Linked DNA regions of Salvelinus alpinus: region 2 is linked to region 1. A link is a contact called in public Hi-C data. All regions are on one chromosome and are shown on one strand. Each heading gives the region's core, a stretch centred on a gene start, on an enhancer-like site or on the middle of the called end of the contact. The rest is flanking DNA. Distances are from core to core; before and after follow the strand shown.

Evidence for each region. Hi-C and Micro-C count contacts between places; a contact is called where the count stands out from the background.
Region 2: a contact with region 1 is called in a Hi-C map of muscle, with 6 times the contacts expected there. The contact joins the promoter of LOC139545716 here to the promoter of chek2 in region 1. A contact is called at or near these places in 2 of 3 Hi-C or Micro-C datasets (muscle and red muscle).

The regions. Positions count from the first base shown.
Region 1 is chr19:45,283,446-45,290,476 of SLU_Salpinus.1, forward strand. chek2 (checkpoint kinase 2) reads right to left here and starts at 2,565. Exons shown (of 15, transcript XM_071353764.1): 1 at 2,439-2,565; 2 at 986-1,231. The coding sequence starts at 1,205. LOC139545710 (endosome-associated-trafficking regulator 1-like) reads left to right here and starts at 2,550. Exons shown (of 8, transcript XM_071353768.1): 1 at 2,550-2,916; 2 at 3,482-3,603; 3 at 3,820-4,248; 4 at 4,360-4,433; 5 at 6,199-6,310; 6 at 6,497-6,559; 7 at 6,648-6,787; 8 at 6,966-7,031. The coding sequence starts at 2,871.
Region 2 is chr19:45,432,520-45,439,550 of SLU_Salpinus.1, forward strand. It overlaps LOC139545716 (rap guanine nucleotide exchange factor 1-like), which reads right to left and starts at 4,496. Exons shown (of 26, transcript XM_071353778.1): 1 at 4,307-4,496. The coding sequence starts at 4,334.

The sequences.
Region 1 (7,031 bases), core at 1,315-3,814:
TTTTTTACCTAGTCTTGGTGATACTTTCTTAGTCATCGATTTAGAAGAAAAGTGTATCTTAGAAATGTCCGTGTCCAGTTGCAAGTGGTTCTTCAAAAACCATAGAAAATTCAGAAAGATATTAAATCCATGTTTTGCATGGAGTGAAAAATGGCATGTGTGTAGATCTTTGTTTTGGCTGCACTGTGTGACGCGCTGTCATCTACTTCTACACGTGGCCGCATAGAACCGACTAGCGGTTCTAATGCTAGATGCTAGATGTGCAGCAGCTAAGATGGCAAGGAACCTTCTCGCACAGTACAAAAACATGGATTTTTACAGCTTCCAGAATTTTCTGTTGTTTTTTTGTAGAACCGCCTGTAACTAGACACAGACATTTATAAGATACACTTTTCTTCTGAATCAAAACGAAGAAAGTATCTCCAAGACCAGGTTAGTTGAAAAATGTGTGGCAGCGTTTTCCAGAAGCGAAGCCATAACGCCAGATAGATATGGAGCCATCACATATCGCGTTACAATTCCATAGCGATGCCTGAAGGTAGGGCTGGCACAATTACTGTATAACCGACGGTTATGGATGAAGACCTTCATGAAAATAAAAGAACAGTCATAATGGCTTTTTAAAAAAATTGCCAGCCGAGTCCGTTTCTGCTGTAACATGGACTCTACAACGTCATCAAACCTAGTTGCTCCTTGCTGAAACCATAGAATTAGGAATTAGAATGGATATCTATGGCTGAAACAGCACGGTGTTGTAACAAACAGTCTTCGGTTTTCTTGGGCAACGCCCCCATCCCTACTGCTGCAGCAGCACATACAGTCAGGAGCAGAGCAGAGGAGAAAATGCGCGTCTATTCTTTTGGCTATTCAAACGATTAAAATGGTGACCAATATCTGTCATCCAAAATTCCATGACTGTCACAGCCCAAACTGAAGGTATCCTATCTACCCAGAAAACCGGGGCATGTCTTGTGGTTGCACTCACCGTGGGCTCTGAAGCCTCTCTGCATAGGCAGCAGGCGACCCCAGGGCTGTGGCTCAGGCTCCTCTGGTATGGAGCCAAGGTCCCTAACAGGGATGGTGTCCACTGAGCTGACAGTGCCTGACCCAGAGGAGGAGCTGGAGCCACTCTGGGACTGAGTTTGGGATTGAGTCTGAGGCTGTGACTGTGTCTGGCTGCCAGCATCTGGCTTCTCCTGGGACATGGTCAATATTTCTCCTCAGTCTGAGTCTATTAAAGTAAATAACACATCATTCAGGTTATCATGACATCTTTCAATTTTCCAAAACAATGTTCCCCATGTCCGTAAACTAAGCAAAGTCCTCATGTATAACTTGCATTGGAGAATCTGCCCATGAACATCATACACTGAGTCTGGAAAATCCATAATCTTGGCAACTCTTGTAGCTAGCCAGAAGATTCTAACCCTATGCAACTGCCCTCCAAATTTGACCTTTATCCAAACTGATACATTGAGAATATATATATATATATATTTGACCTTTATTTAACTAGGCAAGTCAGTTAAGAACAAATTCTTATTTTCAATAACGGCCCCTTGTTCAGGGGCAGAACGACAGATGATACCTTGTCAGCTCGGGGATTTGAACTTGCAACCTTTCGGTTACTAGTCCAACGCTCTAACCACTAGGCTACCTGCCGCCCCAGATAGATACTTCTAGTTTTACGGAAAAAAATGTCCTTTTCGTCCTCATGCCAGCTAGTAGCCACCACAGCCATCTTGTAATGGCAGTGTCAGCCAATCAGCTCCTTTGTTGTTCAACGTGACATGCCATTCCATAATGGCTGCTGTGGCTACTGTTAGCTGGCTTGAAGATGATAAAGGACAGTTTTCCAGAAAAACTAGCAGTATTTCAATCTTCTCTAAGTATCAGTTTGGATAAAGGTCCAATTGGAAGTACATTGGCATATCCAACCCCTGCATTGAAATACATTTTCTGAAAATATCTCGCACCAGCTCTGTGGTGTCTTATTCATAACCATGATGGCGTTCCAACCCCAGTAGTGCAGCTCAGTGTAAACAAGCATAAAGGTAGGGTCGGAATCTTCTGGCTACCTAACGTTAGCTAGCTGTGTGTAAGTCCTTCAACATGCTCCATCTATTTACAAATACGTGTATCGTTTCTTGCCAACAGTGCGTAGTGTTATTGACTAACCTGTCATGCAAGTTAACTGTATTTTTTATCCTCACCAAGCACAAATAAAGCAAATCTAAATCAGTTCCACAAGTGCCCTAATCATTTCCGTTGTTGTAGTTAGCTAGCTAGTCTAGCTAGCACGACAGCGAAATTAAGTGGTTGTTTGCTAACCGAATAAATGTGACGACTCGCCGGCTCTGACGTGTGCAACTGAACATGGCAATATTTTTAAACATGTGTGAGAATGACAATTTAATAAAATACACGTTTACACTTACTGGGATTTCGAATGAATCGCGGCACGTGTAAAATTTGCCGGGAAATCGGATCGACTCCTGGGAAATGTTGTTTATTTTCCATAAAACGTCATCTGAATCGTAGCCAGTGACAAGTTTAGGATTGTCCACGTGATTTTCAGCAGCTAGCTAGCCTTTGACGAATCGACGCACACAGCTGACTAACAACAACCACATCTAAAATATGTCATTTTGATCAATTATCTTTCGTATGACAAGTCATTTTGTCTACATCCAGTAATTTGCTAGTACATTATTTCGATAGTTAATAATCAATGCACACGCTTATGTTTTCAGCTAGCTAGCTAGCTAGGTAACGTAAACTGTCTGTGTTAGCTAGCTAACTACGCGTTAGCCACTGAAGTTAGCTGACAACCGCTCATACCATCACCGATTGACTGGATAATCGTCAACATGGCAAAGCATAAAACCTCTGAAAAAAATAATATAATCGCAGTTGGTAAGTTGTTACTTCCATAGCAAATCCATCTGTCCAATATTCAGTTGTAGGTTCTAAACTAGCTATATCTAGCTGATCCAATATTCAAATGAGATGATGCATGCAACCATAGACAGAGGCTACTTGATATTCACATCATTGGATGCAATAACACACATCTCATCTACCTGAGACAGGGGCACATCTGTTCAGCACCATCGAAGAGTGATCAGCAAGTGATGGTGCATTAATTTGTGTTACAAGTGTCTAGTGCTGGGTTTGGCATGGTTGGTACCAGGATCAGAGTTATTTCTGCTGGCATGGTGTTGGAGGGCCATTAGTGAGGCACTCTTACCTCTGGTCTAAGAACTCCATGACCCAGGCACCCTGCCCTGGCACAGTGCTGTCCTTTAGTGAGACAATCTGGATTTACAAATCCCATGGCACTTGTTGCTGGAGTAGGACGGGGTATTGGCCACTACACATCCACAACAAAGTCCAACTCTTGTATTTCTCCAATAATGGCAGCCAGACCGTTTGAAAATAACTATCATCCAAATATTTACCGACATGTCTTATTTCATAGATGAAGTCAGAGAAGATGGAGAGGAGATGAATCCTTTCTCCTTCAAAGAGTTCATCCGCAGTAAAAACCAGTACCCAGATATGAAAGGGGATCCAGATGAGAAGAATTACTCAACGCGAAAGGTGCTGAACATTTCAAATGAACCAGTCTTACATTAAACCCCAGAGATAAACTGTTACAAAGCCTATGCATGAAATGCATAGATCCAAATGCATGTTAGGTCCTTGGAAAAAGTCACAGCATAATATACAAGGCCTGGTCAGACTGTGAAGAATATTACTTTTGGTGGAATTTTGCTGTGAATGTGACTTACCTTACTGCTGCTTCTTGTGTTGTAGAAGGCATATGGGAGCACATTCCTGGCAGAGGGGGAATATACTGCCCCGAAGAGCTTCGATCAAGACTTCCAGGGTCAGTTTTACATGGACCACACACCGTTTCCTCAGTTTCTGGAAAATGACACTAAGGAGGACTGGGCTGGGAGTTACCAGCCATCAGCCATCGAGGAGGCACATGCATTTGGACTGTGTGGCACTGCAGCAGCAGCAGACAGCAGCACATACTCTGGTCAGTCCTCCCTGTGCACAGAGGAAGAAGAGGAGACTTCATCCTCCCTATGGCAGGTGGATGAAGAATTCTCACCAGAGGCCCACCAGTCCAGACGGGCCCCAGTGAATTATGAGGGAGATGACGAGACATCAATGGCAGAGCTCACCTACAAGACCAAGAAGAGTAGTACCGAGAATGGCAGTAGGGATCAACAAAAGGTCATTTTCCTCTCTCAAGGCTTTGCTTACAGATGCACACGTGTGATTGGATATCACAATGGTATTAGTCACAAGTCCTTTATTTTGATTATTTCTGTTTCTCTTTTTAAGCTGAGGGAGGAAAATGCGCAGCTCAGGAAGCACATTAAAGATCTTGTGAAAAAGTCTGAGTATGATGATCGAAGGTAGGTGGATAGAATTGCCAGTTGATATGGTCTGCAGAGTACAGACCTACCTGGTGCATGAGAAGGGTTTAAGGGATGGTGTTAAAGCCTATATTATGTTATGGCATGGGAGTAATGCTTTAAATATTACTCTTTAGATGTACTTTTAAGATGTCAACTGTACACATACAGTACCAGTCAGAAGTTTGGACACACCTACTCATTCCAGGAACTTTCTTTACTTGTACTATTTTCTACATTGTAGAATAATAGTGAAGACATCAAAACTATGAAATAACACATGGAATCATGTCAAACAAATCAAAATATATTTTATATTTGAGATTCTTCAAAGTAGCTAGCCTTTGCCTTGATGACAGCTTTGTACGCTCTTGGCATTCTCTCAACTAGCTTCATGAGGTAGTCACCTGGAATGCATTTTAATTAACAGGTGTGCCTTGTTAATTTGTTGAATTTCTTTCTTTCTTAATGCATATGAACCAATCAGTTGTGTTGTGACATGGTAGGGGTGGTATACAGAAGATAGCCCTATTTGGTAAAAGATCAAGTCCATATTATGGCAAAAACAGCTCAAATAAGCAAAGAGAATCGACGGTCCATTATTACTTTAAGACATGAAGGTCAGTCAATATGGAACATTTCAATAACTGAGTGCAGTCACAAATAAGTTCAGTCACAAAAACCATCAAGTGCTATGATGAAACTGGCTCTCATGAGGACCACCACAGGAAAGGAAGACCCAGAGTTACCTCTGCTGTAGAGGATACGTTCATTATAGTTACCTGCCTCAGAAATTGCAGCCCAAATAAAAACTTCAGATACATCTCAACATCAACTCTTCAGAGGGGACTGTGTGAATTAAGCCTTCATGAACGAATTGCTGCAAAGAAACTACTACTAAAGGACACCAATAAGAAGAAAAGACGTGCTTGGGCCAAGAAACACGAGCAATGGACATTAGACCGGTGGAAGTCTATCCTTTGGTCTGATAAGTCCATATTTTTTAGATTTTTGGTTCCAACAGCCTTGTCTTTGTGAGACGCAGAGTAGGTGAACGAATGATCTCTGCATGTGTGGTTCCCACCATGAAGCCTGGAGTAGGAGGTGTGATGGTGCTTTGCTGGTGACACCGTCAGTGATTTATTTGGAATTCAAGGCACACTTAACCAGCATGGCTACCACAGCAATCTGCAGCGATACGCCATCTCATCTGGTTTGGGCTTAGTGGGACTATCATTTGTTTTTCAACAGGACAATGACCCAAAACACACTTCCAGGCTGTGTAAGGGCTATTTGACCAATAAGGAGAGTGATGGAGTGCTGCATCAGATGACCTGGCCTCCACCCAATTGAGATGGTTTGGGATGAGTTGGACAGCAGAGTGAAGGAAAAGCAGCCAACAAGTGCTCAGCATATGTGGGAACTCCTTCAAGACTGTTGGAAAAGCATTCCAGGTTAAGCTGGTTGAGAGAATGCCAAGAGCGTGCAAAGCTGTCAAGGCAAAGGGTGGCTACTTTAAAGAATCTAAAATATAAACCATATTTTGATTTGTTTAACACTTTTTTGGTTACTACATAATTCCATGTGTTATTTCATAGTTTTGATGTCTTCACTTTTATTCTACAATGTAGAAAATAGTAAAAAAATAAAGAATAACCCTTGAATGAGTAGGTGTGTCCAAACCTTTGACTGGTACTGTATGTTAATGCTATTTAAAGAGTGTTTAACCTATGCTCATCATCATGTCTCTCTGACTGCCCCATAGAATTCGACACGTCACAGATGAGTTGCACAAGAGACGAGTGCAGGAGGAGAAGGAGGCTCAGGCTTTAGAGACCATGGTTCATTCCGTCGAGCAGAACCTGCAGTTAATGACCGTATGCATCTGTCCCTCTTTCTCCTAGTTCATCCGTTTGACAAAGATGAAGAATAATTTTTGTTCACTGATTATCTGAAATATGTCTCAATAAGATTACAAGCAAATGTCATGATTAGTTACTAAACAGAAGTGTGTTGAGATATGAAGTCTTAATTCATTATTTTGACCTTTTTCCTCTTGACAGAAACGAGCAGTTAAGGCTGAAAACATTGTATCAAAACTCAAACAGGAGCTGCATCAATTACAGGTTTGACCTTTACTGGTGTTGCTGGCGTTACTGGATGATGAGCTTCAGTGGCATATGATTGCATAATGTGATCCTCTTTATATTGCAGGGCCAAGTAGAGGGGTACCGGTATGAGAATGAGAGACTTCGAGCCGGAGAGACAGCTGCCTTAAATACAATGAAACATAATGCGCAAGTGGCCTCAGAGTACCTCAACAAAGCAGCACTCAATGCAGAGACTTCCATCAAGTGAGTTCTCTCCCATAGTGTCATCTACATACAGGTGGGATAAAAACAGTCCCTCATAATGATTGTGTGGGTATTGGGTAATGTGCAATTTCAGTTCATAGTGTTTTCTACATAACCCCGAATTAAACATTGTGGTATTTGCTCCAAGTTCAGGCTATCGGTTTGATTCTGTCCACAGGCAATTACTTACAAGTGCAGAGAGTCTTTGTCTAGTGTCTCAACTGCTGCAGTCCATTGACAACCT
Region 2 (7,031 bases), core at 3,246-5,745, 150 kb after region 1:
TATCGAACAAAACAAACATTTATTGTGGAACTGGGATTCCTGGGAGTGCATTCTGATGAAGATCATCAAAGGTTAGTGATTAATTTTATCTCCATTTCTGATTTTTGTGACTCCTGGCTGGAAAAATGGCTGTGTTTTTCTGTGACTAGGTGCTGACCTAACATAATCGCATGGTATGCTTTCGTCGTAAAGCCTTATTGAAATCGGACACTGTGGTGGGATTAACAACAAGTTTATCTTTAAAATGGTGTATAATACTTGTATGTTTGAGGAATTTTCATTATGAGATTTCTGTTGTTTGAATTTGGCGCCCTGCACTTTCACTGGCTATTATCATATCGATCCCGTTAACGGGATTTCAGCCGTAAGTTTACAGAGTTATTGGAAAACGTGGCCACATAAAAATCTGTGGGAGATTTTACAGTAATTCTGTTACCAAAGTATGCATCTGCACAGTTCTTTCACCAATTTTTCTACAGAAATTGTTAAAAGTAATCCTTGTGCATAGAGTTGTATGGTTTGTTAAACTTTGAAATCATGGTTTTTGTTTGGTATACATTTCAGAGTGGAAAAAAACTAGCAAAGCGTAATTCCGTTACTGTGAAATTTTCCAGTAGCACACACAGTAGCAAATACAATAGCATCTTGTAGGGTAGCCAGCAGATCCGACCCGCTTGCTTACAGCTGCACTGGGGTCGGACAGGCTTCTTGGGTAGATTACGACAACGCGGAGCCAGCGCAATATATGGCTCGGAAAAAACATACATCAATCCAGGGATGAGAAATACGCTGTACTCTGAATTGTCCCATTATCCCAACTGTTACACCGAGAAGATTGAACTCCTGCTAGTTTCAGTAAACAACCTTTTTCATCCTCATGCTAGCTAGCAGTAGCCACAGCAGCCATTATGGAATGTCACGTTGAACAACAAAGAAACTGATTGGCCCATTAATGGCCATTTCTCATTCCTGGATACAGGTATGTTTCCCGAACCATATCTCGGGCCGCTTACGGGGGGTGGTCTTAAACAGGAAGCCTGTCCGACCCTAGTGGAGCTGTAAGCAAGCGGGTCAGATCTGCTGGCTACTTGTAGGGGAGAAAGGACACTTGCTGCTCCACTTGCTTACACTAGCCTAAACCTTTTCCCATGGCTCATGAGTTACAACCTCCATTGGACAAACACCCAGCTCTTTAAATCAGACCCCATCTGTAGGCTACTACACCACAGAGTTTGTTTTAATTAGGCTGCAACACCTTTGAAACTCGTATTGGGACAACATCTCTAGAATTCCATGATGCTACTTGCTTGTTTCCACAAAACCACAAATTATAGCATAGTGTGGAATCCGAGCTTCCAATGAGAGTAGTAGCAGAATCTCTTTTGATTGGGAGGCCATGGCTCGACTTGGGCATATTGCTGCATGAAGGCTTCTCAGTCTCACTACTAAACCATTACGGAAAAGATACACCAGGAGCATATTTTCAATCCATTCATAACCAGAGACAGATATTTTAGTGCAAAAACAAACCAGGGAAATAGACTGAGTAGGGCATACTGTAAGTTGGACATACTTAGGGGTGGGACATACAGTGCATTCGGAAAGTATTCAGACCCCTTGACTCTTTCCACATTGTTACGTTAGGCCTTATTCTAAAGTTTTCCCCCATCAATCAACACACAATACCCCATAATGACAAAGCGAAAACAGGTTTTTAGAAATGTTTGCAAAACAGAAATACCTTATTTGCATAAGTACTCTGACCCTTTGCTATGAGAATCGAAATTGAGCTCAGGTGCATCCTGTTTCCATTGATCATCCCTGAGATGTTTCTACAACTTGACTGGATTCCACCGGTGGTAAATTCAATGGATTGGACATGATTTGGAAAGGCACACACCTGTCTATATAAGGTCCCACAGTTGACTGTGCAAGTCAAAGCAAAAACCAAGCCATGAGGTCAAAGGAATTGTCTGTAGAGCTCCTAGACAGGATTGTGTCTAGGCACAGATCTGGGGAAGGGTACAAAAAAATGTCTGCAGCATTGAAGGTCCCCAAGAATACAGTGGCCTCCATCATTCTTAAACGGAAGAAGTTTGGAACCACCTAGAGCTGACCACCTGGACAAACTGAGCAATCAGGGGAGAAGAGCCTTGGTCAGGGAGGTGACCAAGAACCTGATGCTTACTCTGCCAGAGCTCCAGAGTTCCTCTGTGGAGATGGGAGAACCTTCCAGATGGACAACCATCTCTGCAGCACTCCACCAATCAGAGTAGCCAGATGGAAGCAGTAAAAGAAGGCACATAACAGCCCGCTTGGAGTTTGCCAAAAGGCACCTAAAGAACTCTGACCATGAGAAACAAGATTCTCTGGTCTGATGAAACCAAGGTTGAACTCTTTGGCCTGAATGCCAAACTTGACGTCTGAAGGAAACCTGGCATCATCCCTACTGTGAAGCATTGTGGTGGCAGCATCATGCAGTGGGGGTGTTTTTCAGCAGCAGGGACTGGGAGACTAGTCAGGATAGAGGAAAAAAATGAACAGAGTAAAGTACAGAGAGATCCTTGATGAAAACCTGCTCCAAAGCTGGGGCCAATGTTCACCTAACAGGACAACAACCCTAAGCACACAGCCAAGACAACGCAGGAGTGACTACGGGACAAGTCTCTGAATGCCCTTGAGTGACCTAGCCAAAGCCCGGACCTGAACACGATCGAACAACTCTGGAAAAACCTGAAAATAGCTGTCCTATCAAACCTGACAGTGCATGAGAGGATCTGCAGAGAAGAATGTGAGAAACTCCCCAAATACAGGTGTGCCAAGCTTATATCATCATACCCAAGAAGACTCAAGGCTGTAATCACTGGCAAAGGTGCTTCAACAAAGTACTGAGTAAAGGGTCTGAATACTTATGTGAATGTGATATTTCCATTACATTTTTATAAAAGTGCAAAAATATCTAATAACCTGTTTTTTCTTTGTCATTATGGGGTATTGAGTGTAGATTTTCATCAATTTTAGAATAAGGCTATAACGTAACAAATATGGGGAAAAGTCAAGGGGTCTGGATACTTTTCGAATACACTGTACTTGGACAAATCAGGTATGAGTAACAAACATACCAAATTCATTCCAAGGTTGCAAAAAAAGATGGTTGGCTTGACTCCCGTCCATAGCAGTCTCAACTAGCTCTCTAGTGACAACTCACAAAATACATAGCTAGAAAACATACATGGTACAAGTGGCAACAGATGGGGACACTTGACTGAAGAGGAAGAGACTCTCCAGTCAAAGGAGGTTTTCAGTGTTCCGTGATATAGAGAACTAGCCATGACTCACAATAGTTCGAGAACCCAAGCTAAGGGGGAAACTCAAACACAGTGAATTAGACAAAGTACTTGTCATTCTCCTCGAATAGCTAGTGCCTGATTAGTAAAGTCAGTGCAGGTGGTGCATGAGGTACTGTAATATTACCAACCCAGATTAGTACGTTACCAGTATTGCCTATAAAAATCATAGGGATGGAAAAAACACTAAGGTTACTGTACTAACGTTAGCCTACTAATTTACAGTACCTAGCTAGACCCCACCACGTATCCTAGAATGAATGACGACAACTGTCACTGTGCATCTTAAAAGTAACATGGATTAGCAAACTAGGTTAGGATGTAGCTAAAGCAGTTAGCTACTTAACGAAAGTTTAGTACTGTTACGGTCAAGACAACATTCTATTCGGGCTACAGCTGACTGTACTATAGTTACCTACAGTAGCTAGTCATATTCTATAACGTTAAATTCGTCACCATCTTTTCAGAAAAAAAGGCAGCTAGCGTTAGCTAGCTAACTTGACTAATATAACCCGAATATAGCAACATTGTAGCTACCTATAACACAAGTTATGAAAATCGCTAGCTAACATTAGTTAGCTACCTAAATGTTTTCCATTTCAATAACGTTAGCTAGTTAGCCTAGCATGTAGATAGCAAATCTATCCAATTCTAGCGCACTCTAGCTAGAAATCAAATATTATCTGGCTCGCTAACTAACAACAACAATAACAACTCACTAGGTAGTTAAACACTGATTGAATGTTTAGCAAATATTGACTATGTAGTAGATAGCCAGCTAGCTACTGTTACCGCAACAATGTGGAAGTTTGGTGTTAGAATCGGCCTTTGATCCACAACTAGACCAAACCACACTGGCTGGCCGCATTTCTGGCTACAAGAAGAGGCAGACAAACCCCAGACTAACAGCTAGCTAACGTTAGCTATTTATCTAGCTAGTCCAGTCTAGACGAGCTTACCTTGCTTACTCTCTATTTTCCCCGACATTTCGAAGCAGAGACGGTAACGTTAAACAAATGAAATCCAGGGAGGTATGTTGTCCGTTTATTCTCTTTTAATCCCACATCCTTTAGCCAAAGCACTTTAGCTCGGACCGTTCCGACGCAAATACAACAGCCAGCCAGACCCCGATGATGATGATGATGATGATGATGGGTAGACTAGCAGCAGACAACTCGGTGCTGTATCACAATCAACACCTCCCTCTTGCGGCTGGAATTAAGAAATGTGGGCGCACGGGACGGAAAGGTGTGCCCTCAGGTGATGGATTTAGCTAGACTAATCAGATTCAAGAGAGAGAGGGAGAGACGTTATTGACTCTCTTTTTTAATTATACATGGTTCAGTATAGGAAATAGGAGAGAAAAAAAAAATTGTACATATTATGGTTTTAGTGGAGTATGCAGCCCATATTATTCAAAAACAGTAGCTAATTGCAGTGGCATGTATTCATGGATGCCAAGGGATGCCAGGCCTCCCCCAAAAACAAATAAAACATATTTATAAAATAATTTATCTTTGGTCTCTGTGTTTTCAAAAGTTTCCTTCAATTTGCACGAGGCTGAATGTATCTCACTGGAAAAAGCATCAAACTGAGCGAAACAGCGCTCCTCTGTTTCTGTATGTGTAGGCCATCTATCTGATGCTGTCTGGTCATAAACAGTATGACATTGTTGCCGCCAATAGCATTGAATGCAAGGGAAGCCAGCAATCATTTGGCCTCGCTTGAGAAAAAAAGTAGAAAGTAATAGCCAATCAGCATTGAGCTAAAACGATTCAGCTCAACTGTGTAAAGGAACGCCAGTTTGGATTAGGCTTCACTCCATCACATCGCATCAAGAGCAATATGTCATTGACAGAAACAACTTGAATTGTTGCATCTTGTTGTGTTGTTGTCCTACGGTGGCTAACTAGCTAGCTAAAATGGTCTGTTTCCTAAATTAGCCACGAATGGAGATAGGGATTTGGACTTGGTGTGTGGTTTTACTTATCTCCGTACTGGCCAATGATTATAATGGCGATTCTGATCCAACCATACATTCATACTTTGTGCCCCTGGACTGAGAGGATGTAGAAGTCTAATGTTAACTAGCTAACGTTGTCCATGAAATGAAGTTAGGCTTGCGAGCGAGCATTTTAGCCAGGTAGCCTAGGACAACAAAAAATAAAAGTGTGTACTGTATGACAGTCATAGACCATTTAATCAACATAATATATGTCACTTAGCAGATGCTTTTATCCAAAGCAATTTACAGTCATATGGGCATACATTTTACGTATGGGTGGCTCCGGGAATCAAACCTGCTACCCTGGCATTCATTACAAACACCATGCTCTACCAACTGAGCTACACAGGATGGAAGAGAGGAGGATGGCATTGGCATTCCTCTACAAGTAGAGTCAGTCAACATGTTTTTTCTACTTGCACAACACACACACACACACACACACACACACACACACACACACACACACACACACACACACACACACACACACACACACACACACACACACACACACACACACACACACACACACACACACACACACACAAATCAGAACCATGGACAGCCGCATCAACGTATTTAGCTTACGTTGATTGGACTAAATTGTTTTTGGTATCTTTTAGTTGTAACTGTATTAGACTAAGCATAGGTGATTTGATGCTGTTGAAATGTTGAAGTTGAAATTGTGTTGGAATATTGGAGGCAGCTCCTGTTTTCTTTGCAACTTGCTGTAACTCTTTAGTAGTCTGAAAATGTCGGAACCATGAACTTGCATGACTGTTGGTCATGTAACTGTTTGTTACATGCAATATGCTTCGTGGACTTCATCGGACAGACATTGCACTCCGGTTTTGTGATGAAACAAAGGTGTATATCACGGTCGCAAGGCATATGAACTAACAGGTTATAGAGCAAACAAAGCAATTATCACAATAAAATCTCTGAAGTTGGAGACTTTTATCTCCCTCAACAACTTTAAACATCTGCTATCCGAGCAGCTAACCGATCGCTGCAGCTGTACATAGTCCATCGGTATATAGCCCACCCAATTTACCTACCTCACCCCCCATACTGCTTTTATTTATTTACTTTTCTGCTCTTTTGCACACCAGTATCTCTGCTTGCACATGATCATCTGATGATTTATCACTCCAGTGTTAATCTGCTAAATTGTAATTATTCGATTTATTGCCTACATCCTCATGCCTTTTGCACACATTGTATATAGATTCTCTTTTTTTCTACCATGTTATTGACTTGTTTATTGTTTACTCCATGTGTAACTCTGTGTTGTTGTCTGTTCACACTGCTATGCTTTATCTTGGCCAGGTCGCAGTTGCAAATGAGAACTTGTTCTCAACTAGCCTACCTGGTTAAATAAAGGTGAAATAAAATAAATAAAAATAAAATAGTGATTTTACCCATGTACCGCTACTAGCTAAATGTTGCAGTGGACCCCTTGCCTCCTTAATGAAGTATGTAGTGAACATACACTGAGTTTACAAAACATGATCTTCCCATGACATATAGTAGATTGACCAGGTGAATACCTTATTGAATCCCTTATTGATGTCACCTGTTAAATCCACTTCAATCATTGTCGATGAAGGGTAAGAGACGGGATAAATAATTATTTTTAAGCCTCGAGACATGGATTATGAATGAGCAAGACAAAC